Linked DNA regions of Zea mays: region 2 is linked to region 1. The links are chromatin contacts, called in public Hi-C maps. All regions are on one chromosome and are shown on one strand. The core of a region is the stretch at or near the end of the contact, and the rest is flanking DNA. Distances in the headings are between cores, read along the strand shown. Region 1 holds the start of LOC100284513 (estradiol 17-beta-dehydrogenase 8). Region 2 has its middle 45 kb from the start of LOC100279578.

Region 1 (3,091 bases), core at 378-2,877:
CTATCATAGTCCCCCTCTTTATGTGACTGAACTTCCGATACAATACGAGGAGGTGGGTTCTCACCGTGGTGCACCCACACCTCATAGCCTGGCTTATATCCGTTCTTACAAAGATCTATCAACATAGTCCTCCTGTCAAGGAAATAAATGTTCTGACACTTGTTACAAGGGCACCTAACATCGATTCTAGTCTTTGACCGAGCAAAAGCATGGTCGAGAAAACGCGTCAGTCTTGGCAACCCACTCACTTGATAGAGCACCTCTTTTCTTCCAACGTTCATACATCCATCGACGATCCTCCTCCATACTAGATACGAGATGTTAACGACATTAGTTAAGTAAATCATGCCCCTACATCTATGATACACTACGAATAACTAGAATCATCGTAAATTATTACGTAGTTAAACTAATAAACCACACCAGTACAATATTATATAGAAAAACATTTCACGGAACCCTAAATCATATAAAATGACCTTATTTCCAAGGGCATAATAATGACCCTCATAAATTAAAAGTTTAAATTATCTAGACACCACTAAATGAATTAAAACAAGCTAATTTAATTACATAAACAAACTCCGGCTGTCGAACATAACAAACTAAACAATATTTACAAATAAATCATTTAATACTAAAAATAAATACTTGCAAACAATTTATATGCATCTACAAAATTATAGTACAAGGCAAAAAATACTCACTTAGCCGATGGCGAGATCAGGATGGTCGGTGCGGGCGATGTAGGGGCGGATGGGCGTTGGAGCCGGCGAGGCGGTGGGGGCGGAGCGGGCGCCAATGGGAGCGAGAAGGCCGTCAGCGGGCGCCTACGGTGGCGGGAGCCGGTGGCGGGGCGGAAAACGGCGGGACGGGCGACTGCTGGGGCTGGAGGTGACGGTAGGCACGGGCGCCGGCGAGGGCGGTGGTGGGCGTCGGTGAAGGGGTGGGCTGGCATCGGCGGTGAAGCGCTCGTGACGGGTGAAATGAAACGGCGTGGTTGGGCGTCGTGGCTTAAACTCTCTTATATCCGATGGCCTGTGTGGCAGCTGTCGGATATAAGACATAAGATTATGTTCGACGGCTGTCACACAGGCCATCGGATATAAGGTTATTGATGACGGTCTGTCTGACAGCCGTCAGACGTAGAATCTTATGTCCGACGGTTGTAGGAAGCCGTCGGACATAGTCTTATGTCCAACCGCCTTTAAGGAAGCCATCGAACATTGCGTGACCGTTGGATCTTTATCGGTTTACTATTGTGGCTGATCTGAACTCTAACATGCCGATGACATCCACGGAAAAAATCTAGATCTTCGGCGGAATTTTTAAATACCAAATATATCTTCCATTCTGAAATGTATGATGTGTATCACGCCACGCCACTAGAAATCACTCCTACGTAGATCGACCTAGAAGTGGAATTGCCCGACATGTCCAGTTTCCGTGCAATGATGAGCCGCTGTCCTCATTCACTATCACCAACCAGGAATATTGTTGCATTGAAGTCGACAAGCCCAAATCACGTGCATCGGAGCGGATAACTGTACACTGTATGGACGTGTCGGTGGCACGGTCTGAATGTACACCGTTAAATTGCCTGCGTTCCAGAGCTTCATTTCCACCAGGCAAACGGTTCACACGTTCGAACCCCATATGGCTGAACCCAAGTCAAATAATGGCGGGGCGGACGCGACGGCATCGATGATGCTCCACGGCCGCGTAGCCATTGTCACCGGTGGTGCCGGCGGCATCGGCTCGGCCGTGTCGAAGCACCTGTCGTCGCTCGGCGCGCGCGTCGTGGTGGGGTACATCGGCGACCCGGCACCTGCTCTGACGCTGGTAGCCGCCATCAACTCCTCCGAGCACCCCGGCGAGAGCCAGCAGCCGCGAGCCATCGCGGTCGAGGCGGACGTGTCCGACGCGGCAGCCGTGAAGGCGCTGTTCGACGCGGCCGCCGCAGCCTTCGGCGGGGAGCTCCACATCCTGGTAACGTTGGCGGCGGTGCTGGACTACTCCTACCCGCCGCTGGCGGAGACCAGCGAGGCGACGTTCGACGCCGCCTTCAGCGTCAACACACGGGGCACCTTCCTGTGCTGCCGCGAGGCGGCCAGGCGGCTGGTGCGTGACGGCCGCGGCCGAATCGTGACGTTCTCTTCGTCGGGAGTTGGGTCTCTGCGCCCTGGCTACTCGGCATACGCAGCAAGCAAGGCCGCGGTGGAGGTGATGACTAAGATCCTGGCGCGCGAGCTGCGCGGCACGGGGATCACGGCCAACGTGGTGGCGCCAGGGTCCACGGGGACACCCATGATGTACACCGGCAAGACGGAGGATGACATGGAGCGATACATCGCCGAGGCGCCGCTGGGCCGGCTCGGCATGCCCGAGGACATCGCGCCGCTCGTCAGCTTCCTCGCTAGTGATGCTGGCCACTGGGTCAACGCGCAGGTCCTGCGCTGCAACGGTGGCACCATCTAGCTAGTACTGCGTGCCTACTTTTTATGGTTGATTAGATGTATTTTCCTCGGAGCATAAATTTAAGCTTGTGGCGCAGTTATCGCTTGGCAGTTCATTAATTTATTTAAAGATTGTGTCGTTTATTCTATTGTGTGTATTTATAATCAGGCTCTATATTATTGTTGGATGTGTTTTGGATTACGTATTGTTATTGGATGTGAATCGTTCTCATTCGTATAAACAGGATCACAAGTCTAGCTCATGTATGAGACAAGTATTTCTAAACAACATTGTTGGGTTGTAACCTTGCCCAAGGTTCTCAAACTAATAAATCTCAGTTGTTTTTAATTCGTTTTAGGACTAGTTTGGAACTCAATTTTCTCATGCGATTTTCATTTTTCCAAGGGAAAATAAACTAATTTCTCTTGGGAAAATAGAAATCCCTTGAAAAAATGGAGTTCCCAAACTAGCCCTAAGAAACAACAAAGTGATTTTATCATATCCTTTGTAGGATAAAAAGGCAAATGGTAGCTTCGGTATTAATGCTTAGTGTTGGTTACTTGTTTTGTTTTCTGAAAGGTATCAAAACAAGATAATATAATTAAAATGTGGGACCTTAATTAATCCCTTCAGT
Region 2 (3,091 bases), core at 257-2,756, 170 kb before region 1:
ACTACATTGAAACCATCAATATCATGCAGACTTTTGATATATGCCACGATCTGTATGGTCTCATTATTAAAGAGCACGTGCCACATCTACCGTTAGAAGTTCCCTCGTACACTGTCAGTCATCAGGTACGCACCACCATACACGCTTGCTTAAACAAAAAAGACAAATGCATGTGTTTGCGAAGAGAATTAAAGGCAGACCAGCACAAAAGCTACCCCGACGATGGCGAGTGGTCATTGCTATCGGTCATCCTCTGCGTCACCTCTGGCCAAGATGACGCCATAGTCCTTGATATAGTAATCATTGAACATGCACGACATGGCGAGTATCGATGACTCTTGGCTAGGCTGCCAAACGAAGTGCACCCCGGGCTCATCAGCGAGGTAGTACACCTAGCCTTTGCACCACCAGATGTGCTACTTCTCTACATACATCTTGTTCGAGGACATTCACACAACGTCAGCAACGATCGTCGTCCCAGCGCACAAGAATTCATGGCCGGTCAGTAGTGACTTACATGGCAGGTTGAGCTTCAGGTGGATGATGAGCTGGACGGCGTGACAGCGCCGTTGTCGGATGCGGTGCCCAGAACAACCCGAGAGTCGCCGACGTTTGGCGACGACCATGAGGTCCCCCTGTTTGAAGATGGACAGCGTGGTGCAGCCACTCTGGACCGCGTCCAAGCGGCGGCTGCGCCGGAGCTTGTCGAACACAGCGACGCATGCAGTCACGTAGTATAACTTCCAGAGGTCGAACTGACAGGCACCAAGCTTTTCTCGTCGTCGATGAGCGACGCCAATGCGAGCGCTTCCTGCCAGTGGTGTTTGTTCGGGGTTTCCAAATAAGAAACATGGATTTATCTTTGGCGTTGGTTTATGAAAATGACTCACAAGTCAGATCCATGAAAAATATATTACGGAGAATAAATGTCACACATATAAAAAAAGAATTTAAGTTGAAAACATCAAACAAAAAAATTGCATGCAAGACTCTTCTTTAAATAGTACTTCCTCTATCTAAAAATATAATTCAGGAATCTCGTTGATAATTATCTACTACTACACATTGTGCAAGGGTAGCCGGTAGGCTTTAAGACAGATGTAGTAGATATTTTTACTGTAACAGATATTGATATAAACACACATGTGGTAGTGGTAGCTACGAGCATATTTGCTTGAGGGGCACATTTGTGTTTTTTAATTTAATTTTAGCTAGGCGTGAGATGCACGTTGGAATGAGAATGAGCTTTGCGGGGAGAGGGAATGAGAAAGACAGTACGGGGAGAAGGAATGTAAATGGCAGAACACGGAATGACAGCTAGGAATGAGAATGGACTTTGCGGGAAAGTTAGAATGAGAAAGACAGTACGGTGACGGAACTATCCCTTACCACCTTACTATTGAATAGAGATTTGGCACGAGAGCCGAGCGTCCCGCAAGCGCCCCACGTCTGCACCGGAGTAAACGATGTCTCGGGCGATGGGAAACCAACCTGCAGCTCCTGCGACGCGCCGTCGCTAGCCTCACAGTGCCACCGCCAGCCCCCTAGTGATCCCCCAACGGCCTCCCGCTTCCTGTGGCGTCGTGCGCCACTGACACCTCCCACCCCCACCCACCCCGTCGTCTGAAACCCAGCCGGCCAGCCGGCCTCCCGCTCCCTGTGATGCCATGGAGGCGCAAGCTACAACAGGCACAACAGAACAGGTATTGAGTAGTAATGCTTTATTGTCCTGAGCTCCTGACTTTACATTTCTGTTGGTGTGTAAACAATCTCAGGTGAACATGTGCATTTTTTTGAAAGCTCCTGCACGAACCAATGAAACATGTAGCTTCTACAGTCATGAAAACATTATTGTGTTCAGTTCTTATTCATGACAGCCATGTTTTCAGTTCTTATTCATACCAGCCAATTTGAACTTCCTTTTACACAGCAGGATTCATATTGTAGTTGTAGCTTCTGATCAATGTTCATAGTGCCTAGGATCGATTCCTAAGCCTCCAGAATACCAATTCGTAACTACAATTCCTCGATAACGACTAGATCTATTATACTGAGAGGAACAGAGGTACATACCTTCATTGTTGTTCATCGCAGCAGCCATGGCGGCGGCGTCTTACAGCGAAGATCTGCCTCCTCCACCTCCCTGCATGTGGCGAGGAGACTGGTTCTTGTCGCTGGTCGGCGATGGAGTGACTCCTCTATTGGCAGTTGGCACCTACAGGGGAAGCTTAGATCCTGATCCCGTTGGGGAGTCTACGCGGATCAAAGCCATGAGCCGCATCTCTTCCAGTCACTCTGAGCGCTTAGGTGATAAGGACCTCTGTAAAGTGTCGATTAGACTTTTGTGATCGAGTGATTAGCGTTGGCTAAACCCGTCGGCCCCCTTAATCTATTGATATGGTGTCGTGTAACTAGAGACTGCAACCAATAGTTAGAATAGCTCCCTGATCAGGGGCACGATTAGACGATTAATGTTAACACTATCCCAATAACTGTTAACCGGCTAGCGTAGAGGACACACCTTAACACCGTCAACTAGTAAACAGATTTCATTTTACTTAGTTCTGCATACCTAGAGCATCTGTTCTCAAGTGAAGGCACAGTTTTGCTCGTTATCCAAGAGCTGCTACTAATTAGTATCATGTCACCGGTACATATATAGTTTTCCCTTTGTAGATGTCAGCCCATTTCAGTTACTAATGTAATTTCCTTTTTAATATGTGCATTCTGTAGGCTGCTGATCCAAAAGAATGAAGCCATCCATGGTCTGACTGCAAATATCGACAACATGTTTTGGACAAGACATTTAGCGATATAGGTCGTCATTAGTTTTAACATTTACAAAAGAACAATATTTGTTTTCAATTGAAGTTTAAACTTGCAGACTGTATAGTTGTGATTACAACAAGTATTGCGGATCCTGTCACTTTAAACCATTGTTTAGTTGCCTTAATCAAAGTGAGGGTCAGAATTGTATGGTGTTCTTTGATATTGCAGTAGATGCTCCACTAAGTTCAATGAAAAGTTCATGTTGGTCTTTACGAAACAAAAATGACTGTATGGTGTCTATGTATGTGGCTTGATACACATG

What was found. A called contact is a pair of places that touch in the nucleus more often than the background predicts.
Region 2: a contact with region 1 is called in a Hi-C map of ear, with 2.4 times the contacts expected there. The contact joins the enhancer-like site here to the promoter of LOC100284513 in region 1. A contact is called at or near these places in 4 of 25 Hi-C or Micro-C datasets (ear, leaf and tassel).

The regions. Positions count from the first base shown.
Region 1 is chr7:93,292,251-93,295,341 of Zm-B73-REFERENCE-NAM-5.0, reverse strand. It overlaps LOC100284513 (estradiol 17-beta-dehydrogenase 8), which reads left to right and starts at 1,627. Exons shown (of 1, transcript NM_001157408.2): 1 at 1,627-2,629. The coding sequence starts at 1,657. The coding sequence ends at 2,478.
Region 2 is chr7:93,464,651-93,467,741 of Zm-B73-REFERENCE-NAM-5.0, reverse strand. It overlaps the pseudogene LOC100304321. Among protein-coding and RNA genes, the nearest start is that of LOC100279578, 45 kb to the right of the region's middle. Within about 2 kb of position 1,506, at least 6 of the 20 cell types and tissues checked have an H3K27ac peak or open chromatin away from gene starts, as enhancers often do. A contact at or near this core is called in ear, where this site is marked.